3 separate regions of the Sus scrofa genome follow, and regions 2 and 3 are each linked to region 1. Evidence: chromatin contacts called from public Hi-C data. All regions are on one chromosome and are shown on one strand. Each heading gives the region's core, a stretch centred on a gene start, on an enhancer-like site or on the middle of the called end of the contact. The rest is flanking DNA. Distances are from core to core; before and after follow the strand shown.

The links. Hi-C and Micro-C count contacts between places; a contact is called where the count stands out from the background.
Region 2: a Hi-C map of skeletal muscle shows a contact between it and region 1, with 5 times the contacts expected there. The contact joins the promoter of LOC100516085 here to the promoter of LOC100737756 in region 1. A contact is called at or near these places in 3 of 47 Hi-C or Micro-C datasets (heart right ventricle, liver and skeletal muscle).
Region 3: a contact with region 1 is called in a Hi-C map of skeletal muscle, with 6 times the contacts expected there. The contact joins the promoter of LOC100514656 here to the promoter of LOC100737756 in region 1. A contact is called at or near these places in 1 of 5 promoter capture datasets (liver), 7 of 47 Hi-C or Micro-C datasets (epiblast stem cells, heart right ventricle, liver and 1 more) and 1 of 2 datasets of contacts at active chromatin or transcription factors (alveolar macrophages).

The regions. Positions count from the first base shown.
Region 1 is chr6:62,485,341-62,488,271 of Sscrofa11.1, forward strand. It overlaps LOC100737756 (zinc finger protein 850-like), which reads right to left and starts at 1,361. Exons shown (of 3, transcript XM_021095140.1): 1 at 1,102-1,361. The coding sequence starts at 1,134.
Region 2 is chr6:62,568,209-62,571,139 of Sscrofa11.1, forward strand. It overlaps LOC100516085 (zinc finger protein 256), which reads left to right and starts at 1,438. Exons shown (of 3, transcript XM_013998882.2): 1 at 1,438-2,160. The coding sequence starts at 2,128.
Region 3 is chr6:62,415,532-62,418,462 of Sscrofa11.1, forward strand. It overlaps LOC100514656 (zinc finger protein 551), which reads right to left and starts at 1,569. Exons shown (of 5, transcript XM_021095151.1): 1 at 1,282-1,569.

The DNA.
Region 1 (2,931 bases), core at 111-2,610:
TCCCTGCCTCCTGTCTTGCTCCCACAGTCTCTTCTCTGCAGCCATGGAACCTACTAACACATGGGTAAGAATAATCTCTTCTCATCCAAACTTCTCATTACCTCCAAAACAAATGCCCAAATTCTGCACAGGCACATTACGGGCCTGATTCTTAACCCTCAGCTCTTTGTTCCTAATAAAAAGAATGGAGACTGGTTGTACCCTGTCTCCACCAGAATCATGATTCCAAGCATTGGCACATGTGGGTATCTCTTCGAGACATAACCTTTCACATGTGTTTACACTGCCTGACAGAAAGAAGAACACCTCCACTGACCCTTGGCCTGCACTCAAGGCCCTGGGCTTGAGGTATCCCCACGGTCACTCCACCCAAAAGGAGTGAAAACGGCAAGGGAAGAGGTTCAAGACACCACAGCCCCAGACAACGTGTGGGTGGTGCCAAGGCCACTGAAGGACTGGGACACTCTCCTTGTGTAGATTTCCTACGTGCTTTCCTGCCTTCAGAACCTGTGGAATGGGGAAAGCAACTAAGGCTTGGCTACAGGTAAGGTCAGGCCTCCCCTGTTTCGAAGCCCAGCCCTGAATCCTGGTGGCCTTGGGCTAACCGACTAACCTCCAAGCCTCAGTCTTCGGTGCTGCTTCCTACAGCTCTCTGTGCCGCACAGTCCTTTTCACCATTTCAGTTAATTCTCTTTGATCGGCTTTTTGAAAACTTTTGAAACCTAATACAGGTTCTTAAACTCTTCTGTTGCCTACCCTCCACGGCTTCCAGGACCCTCAGGATAAAAGAACCTGTCAGACAGTCCAGGCGTCACTCCACCCCACACGCTGCATTTACTGCAGACATCAGATGGGCCCCAGGTTTCCCGAATCCTCGGGGCTCTGCCCGATCTCCAAGCCTTTGCACCTGCGGCTCCCTCCACCCGTACCCTTTCCCACGCGCCATCACAGAGTTGATCAGAAAGAGGGCCTCACCCACGACCGCCTCGCCGTCCCGGACACCGGAGCCTGGACGTCAGGCACGTGAGAAGACGCCCCGCACTCGGGGCTATAGGGTCTGGCGGGGTGAGGGCGGTGAGGGCCCGGAGGACCAGCGTTTACCTGAGGCTTGTCCCTCAGGGCGGCCGCCGCCATCTGACTCTGTGAACGGAGCGGCGGGAGCGGAGGGGGGCACGGGTACCGGCCTGACGCGGGGTCCTCCAGGCGGCGTCACCGAGCCTGAGGCCCGCCTCTGAGGAGCGGAGACTGCGCCGCCACTCAGACTCCTCGGTCCCGAAACCCGGTGCCGGTACAGAGCCCCGGAGCCAGAAAACACACGAAAGCAATAAAAATGGCTGCCTGGAGGAGGACGCCGGAAGTCCCGCCCCGACGACATGCGCACGCACAAAAATACCTTTATCTGATCTTTCATTGGCTCAACTCGACGCTTGATCTTCTGGGTAAAGTAGTTCCTAGAGCTCCAGAGACGACCACCCCACCTCTCCCGCGCACGGGTGTGCTCCATCTTGACTACAAGAGCATCCTCCCTGCACTACCGTAGGGAGTGCTTGACGGTGGTCATCCTACGTCTAACAAGGGAGGGACTTTCCTTGTGAACTGCAGGAGAAAGACATAGTTTCATACTCCGTGAAGGCCAGCCCAGGAAATAAAATTGTTATTTGAGATATGCCCAAATAGACTGATCTCAATGCTCCATCACTGCACAGAGTAATGAAACCCAGCAGGACCCTATGGGGCTCCTGGTCACAAAAGCGTTCCGGTGTCCCCCATTTTGGTTTGTAGGAAAAGGCTTCATTCAGCCTCCATGGCAGTCCCTGTGTTCCAAAGGGTAAATTCAAATAGTGTTTAATCAGGGAAAGGAGGGAGGAGCAGCTGACAAACAAGAGTACATCCCTGGGTCAGGTCCTGATTCCACCTTAAGGGATGCGCATGACAACATCTTTGAGGTTTTCTACTGAACTCAAACTCCCAAAGAATGGAAAATGTTACTACTTGATTAAGCATTTTTTAATCCGGAAAGAAAGTCACTGTGCGGTAATCTCAAGGACCACCAGAATGTGTCCCTGGACTGCCTGACACCAGCTTTGAAGAAGAATGAGAGCTTGCATCTACCCTGATCCTTATCTGTGGTCCATTTTCTACTCCCAAAATTATGAGACCACTTCATCTTCTCTCCCAAATGAGGGTATCATCTTCATGACATTATCCTGCTGTGGTCTAAAATCTACTCCTTTCTACTTCACCCGAAACTCCGTCTCCAAGTTTCTTTCTTTTAAAAAAAATTCAATGAATTTTATTATATTTATAGTTGTACAACCATCATCACAACCTAATTTTACAACATTCCCACTGCAAACTCCTAGCCCATCCTTCCCTTCCAAACCTGTCTCCTTTGGTAAACGTAAGTTTTTCAGAATCTGTGAGTCAATTTTCTTAGGTGGTAACACTGAACACCAAAGCAGCCATAGGAGTTCCCGTCGTGGCGCAGTGCTTAACGAATCTGACTAGGAACCATGAGGTTTCGGGTTCGGTCCCTGCCCTTGCTCAGTGGGTTAATGATCTGGCGTTGCCGTGAGCTATAGTGTAGGTTGCAGACGCAGTTCGGATCCCGCGTTGCTGTGGCTCTGGTGTAGGCCGGTGGCTACAGCTACGATTCGACCCCTAGCCTGGGAACCTCCATATGCTGCGGGAGTGGCGCAAAGAAATAGCAAAAAGACAAAAAAAAAAAAAAAAAAAACCAGCCATAAAAGTGTCATCATGAGGTATAGATCTGTTCCAGCCCAAACTTATGACGCTTCAGAATATTGTTGGACATTTCCATCTGGATGGTTGAGTTTCCTAGAATAAAGATAGTCTTCTGGCCAGCTAAAGATTAATCCTACCACCTGGAACAGACTCCAGCCACCATCCCATGACTCTGTGACTCAACAC
Region 2 (2,931 bases), core at 188-2,687, 83 kb after region 1:
ATTGACCACTTAAAGCAGATTAAAGTGGCATTGAATTCATGTTCATTATAGTTTGGAGAACCAAGGCAATGAGACAGCGTGTACTCATTTCATATGCATTCAGGCACAAAATGATGGCTTTGAATCCAGGATGCCTTTCTTGATTTCCTTCTGAGCCTACTATTTATTATTTATTTTTGCTTTCTAGGTCTGCTCCTGCGGCATATGGTGGGTCCTATGGTAGGGGTCCAATAGGAGCTACAGCTGCTGGCCTACGCCACAGCCACAGCAACACTGGTTCTGAGCTGCATCTGAGACCTACACCACAGGTAATGGCAATGTCGAATCCTTAACCCACTGAGCGAGGCCAGGGATCAAATCCACACCCTCATGGATACTAGTCGGGTTTTTTACCACTGAGCCACAACGGGAACTCCCCATAATAAAATAATAATAATAATTGTTATTATTTTTATTATTATTTCCTTTTTAGGGCCACACTCACAACATATGGAGGTTCCCAGGCTAGGGGTCCAATAGGAGCTACAGCTGCTGGCCTACACCACAGCCACAGCAACGCCAGATCCGAGCCACATCTGAGACCCATACCACCGGTCACTGCAATGGCAGATCCTGAACCCACCGAATGAGGCCAGGGATCGAAACCGCAACCTCATGGTTCCTTGTTGGATTCATTTCAGCTGCACCACAACGGGAAGTCCCAGAATCCTTACATTTTAGAAAGACATTTTGGAGAGTTTATACATTAAAATATAGGACGTCTGAGACTATGGATAAAATGGTATACTGAAATGCATGGGGTAGATTAAATAAGACCAAACATAAAATGAAAAATAATGATGGAGTACTGCAAAACACTGCAGCCATTGTCTCATACAAAAATGCCATTTGTTTTGCTGTTCTTGTTTTGAGATTGAGGTCAGATTCAGAAAGGAATTGAATATATGTCAGGATAGAAGTATGATATACTAAAGTTGATAAACGTTTTGCTCAATGTATTGAACAATGTATTGTCAGAGACCCATCTTTGTACTCCTTCAAGGTGGCCCAACAGCCTTCTTCGATTTTCATTATCACTACATTTTCTGAGGTTTTTATTTGTCTTTACCAAACATACTCAGACAGTATTGTTTATTAGCTGCAATTTCCAATGGCTTCGTTATGTGTCTAAATGATTCTTCAATGGTATGTACATTTGGGTTGACGGATTTGAGGGCATCTCAGAAGGTACTCGTTTGTTTGTTTGTTTATTTATTTATTTATTTTTGTCTTTTTGACTTTTCTAGGTCCGCTCCCGCAGCATATGTAGGTTCCCAGGCTAGGGGTCAAATCGGAGCTGTAGCCACCAGCCTACGCCAAAGCCACAGCAACGCGGGATCTGAGCCGCGAATGCGACCTACACCACAGCTCACGGCAACGCCGGATCCCCAACCCACTGGGCAAGGCCAGGGACCAAACCCGCAACCTCATGGTTCCTAGTCGGATTCGTTAATCACTGTGCCACGACGGGAACTCCAGAAGGTCCTCTTTTAGATCTTGAGAACACGCTGAGAGCTTCAAAGAGTCTGAAATGCTATGTCCAAACACTTGGGTCATTAGTTACAGATAACAGTCCTCAAACATCTGAGCGCACCCTCTTTAGGAAGAAGCCACGCCCCTCCTCAGTCTTTGGAATAGCGTTCCCAGCAACCCTCCAGGTACAGCGTCCCCTTTTCTCCAGGTTATCTGAGATGGAACATCGTGGACTACGCGTGCAGATCTGGGGAAAATACATTACCCAGAAGGCTGTGCGATGGGTGGCTGAGTCGATCAGCCAATTAGGTTAACTGAAGTTGCGTTTCCGTGTGAGCCAACAGCGTCAGGGCGGGACTTCCGGCATCCACGTTGTGGGCGTCATTTTGAATATGCTCGAGCTTTTTCACAATTCAAAGGCTTCGGGTACCGGTGCCGGTAAGAGGTGACGAGGCCTTTAAAGTCCGAGAGGAGGCACAGCTCGGGCGGCAAAGAGGCGGGTCTGAGGTTCTGCGACGCCGCCCGGAGCGTCCCACACCCGCGTGGGATACCGACTGCGGTGCCCGCGCCCCTCCTCTCCCGCTGCTCCCGGCTCAGCTCCGCCCACAGAGCCCGATGGCGGCGACGGTGCTGTGGGACCCGCCTCAGGTAAATACTCGTCCTCAGGCCTTCCCCGCCCTCACCCCAACAGACACTGAAGCCCCGAGTGCGGGGCGCCTGCTCCCGTGCCTGCAGCACAGACCCCAGTGTCCAGAAAAACGAAGCGGTCGTGGATGGGGCCCTATTTCTGATGGACAGTGTGATGTCGCGTGGGAAAGGTTATAGGTTGGGGGACCCGCAGGTGCAAAGACTTGGAGGTCGGGTTGAGCCGGGACAGGGGTATAGCGATTCTCCTTTCTGCTAGGAGCAAGATGCAGCGGGGCCAGAGTCAGGCCTGCAGTGTTGCTGCATGAAAAGTTGGTCACCTATCACACAGGGATTTGAGGCTTGGATTGCAGTTGGGATGTGGTCTTACCCAGCCCCTCAACAGGCTCCCTCTGGCTTGCAGGGAAGAGAACAAACTATGGGGTAAGGGAAGAGTCAGGAAACATAGGAAAATGTAATTGCAAGTAGCTTGGGTGAATGTTGATCAAATAGAACGTGCAAGAAGTGGTTGAATTCTCCTACTATACAGCACAGGGAACTATGTCCAATCTCTTGGGGTAGAACATGATGGAAGATGATGTGAGAAAAAGAATATATATATATGTATGAATGTATGACTGGGTCACTTTGCTGCACAGCAGAAATTGACACAATACTCTAAGTTATAATAAAAAAATTTTTTTAAAGAAGTGGTTAGATTCTGGATCCATTTTTGGAGATGAGCCAAGCCAAGGTGTGGGTGTTGCTGGTAATAAGAGAAAGGAAGTAGTGAGG
Region 3 (2,931 bases), core at 319-2,818, 70 kb before region 1:
CTTTCCTTCCACAGTAGGAAATCTAGTTAACCCTTAACAGAAACACATCCAGAATGCAGCCACTTCTGAGCCACCACTCTGTCCCATGAGCCCTTAAGTGGACTACTGTAAAAACCTCCACCCCAGTTTTCCCTCCTCTTCCCTCAGCCTTACCATCTCTTCTCCACTCTGCAACCCGATGGAGCCTGTTGAGACCTAGGTAAGATCATTCCCCTCCTCTGATCTAAACTTCCCATCAACTCCAGAATGGATACGCAACTTCTCAGGCTGCCATTCCAGTTCTGAGTCACGTCCTCCTGCTCCTTTGCTCTTACAAGAAAGAAGACCTTAATGATTCCAGCTGAGCTTTACCTCTGAGCATTTTTCCCTCCCTGGTACTGGGATAAACTTTCCACACTTGTCTACATCAGGTGCCAGAAATGGAAATACCTCCATATAATCCTTGGTACTGACCCGAGCCCCTGGGCTTGAGGTTTCTGCAGAGTCCCCAGATCGAAGGTCTAGAGGAATGAAATGTAAAAAATTCCAGGACACCATAATACAGAGAGTATGTGGGTGAGGGTAGGGAACAGTAAGAGCAGGAAACACCCAACACATACCTATGCAGGTTCCATAAGCACTTCCGCAGCCACGTTTTGAGAGACAGATGACGGATAGTGACAACCATATATTCACACCGCGTTTCAACGGCCTCAGGCCCCTGGGTACCCATGCCTGGCCCGTGAGCCTAGTGAACTAGGGCTGGATGTCTACCTCCTGTGCCTCCATGTCTCACCTTACCAGCTCTGGGTACCTAAACAAAGATCCAACCTCCTGTGCCCCAACGTCTTCATTCCCCTCCTTCAGTCTGTTCCTCCGTTACAGAACCTTTGGAAAACTTAAAAACTTACTGCAGTTCGCGTGCTTCCTTGGTTTAAAAATTCTCCATAGCTCTCAAGAGTCCTGGGAACATAAGTAGTACCCTCAGCCGGCTAGTCCAGGCGAGACTCCGCCTCAAACTTTTCCCCAGCCGGGCACAGCGGACCCCAGGTTTTCCGAGTTCTCACGGCTCAGTCCCAACTCCGAGCCTTGGCACATGCTGGTTCCTGGGCCCGTAACCCTCTCGCACATCTAATCACACTCCCGGTAGTGAAGTTAAACAGGAAAACTCAAGGGTTACATTTATTCGCAGCCGCTGTCAGAAACGCCGAACCGTCCTGGACACCGAGGCCTTGGCTGCGGGAACGAGAACACTCGGGGCTTTAGCGTTTCCTGGGGTGAGGGCCGGCAGGACACGCTTACCTGAACCGGGTCCATCGGCGCGGCCGCCGCCATCCAGGCCTGTGGACGGAACGGGGCAGGAAGAGGGCCGGCGGTCCTTAAACCGGCCCGGGTGCGTATCATCTCGCGCGACGCCGCGGCCGAGCCTCACACTCGCCTTTGTGCAGCTGGAACAAAGACGCCTCTGACCCTTCCTCGGTCCTGTGCTGGCCGCCCCGACTCAGCGCTCCCGAACTTCTGTAGGGATGAACACACCCGAGCAGCCAAAATGACCGCCCGGAGGAGGACGCCGGAAGTCCCGCCCACGCGAGTGACACGCACGGAATCGCCTCTATTCTGAGCCTTCATTGGCTCAGTGAGGCTGCCGATCGACGCCGAGCACTCTGGGCCACGTAGTTCTCACGCCAGGGCTACGGCGCTCCCACAGGGCCACTATGCAATAATCTTGGACCCGCGAGAGGCGCTGGGAAATGGAGTCTCCCGGGCCCAGGATTTAGAAGGGGAAATTGTCCATTCTTAAAGGCGCAGAGTTCAGTTTTCTGAGGGACTGTTGTGCTGCCTGCAGATGTTCAACCTTGTTTGAGAGGTTTAGTTCACACTCTGTGAAGTTCATCGTGCTCCCTGAGACCAAACATATCTTTTTGGATGCTCCAGAGGACACACATCCAAACGCACATATCATACCTAGTGATTGAGAAACAATATGTGGCCATTGGTAGGAGAAGCTAATGAAGACTTCATAGTAGGAGGTATGACACGGGTATGAGATTAAGAAATACAAACTACTGTTCTTAACAAACCAAAATTGGGTTGGAACACCTGACTCAGCAAATCCAATCTATCATGGTGAAGACACCGAGTAAGGGCAGCCAATTAAGCCAACCGTGCTCTTTTCTCTATGAGGCCCCGGTGTGCAAAGGCTGCAAAAAACAGCCTCCTTGGTAGTGTATTCAGCCTGTTGCCTGTACAGGTTGCCCTAAGGGATCTTGGGGACAGCCCTTTCCAATGGACATTCATGACTGGCATGCTGTCCCAATCTAGGCTCCAGACAGGCATGCACAGTGCCTTTGGAAAGCCCCAGGGCACGGTGGCCAGAGTCCACATTGGCCAAGTCATAATGTCCATCCACATCAAGCTGCAGCATAAGGAGCATGTGATTGAGGCACTGTGCAGAGCCAAGTTCAAGTTCCCTGGCCACCAAAAGATCCACATCTCTAAGGAGTGGGTATTTACTAAGCCAATGCAGATGAATTTGAAAATATGGTGGCAGAAAATCTCTGTGGGGTCAAATACATCCCTAATCGCAGCCCCCCGGGGCAAATTCCAGGCCCTGCACTCATGAGATCCTTGGTGGCATTGTCCCCTCCTTAACGCTCAACAATAAATCCTACTTTCCTATAAAAAAAAAAAAAAGACACCGAGTAAGGAGACTAGGCAGCTCATACTCAAAAGACATGAACTCGGAGTTCCCTTCAAGTTGCCACGAAACAAATATGACCAATATTCATGAGCATGCAGTTTCCATCCCTGGCCTCAATCAGTGGGTTAAGGATCTAGCGTTGCTTTGAGCTATAGTGTAGGTCGTCACCGCGGCTTGGATCTGGCATTGCTGTGGCTGTAGTGTAGGCCACTGGCTACAGTTCCAATTCAACCCCTAGCCTGGGAACCTCC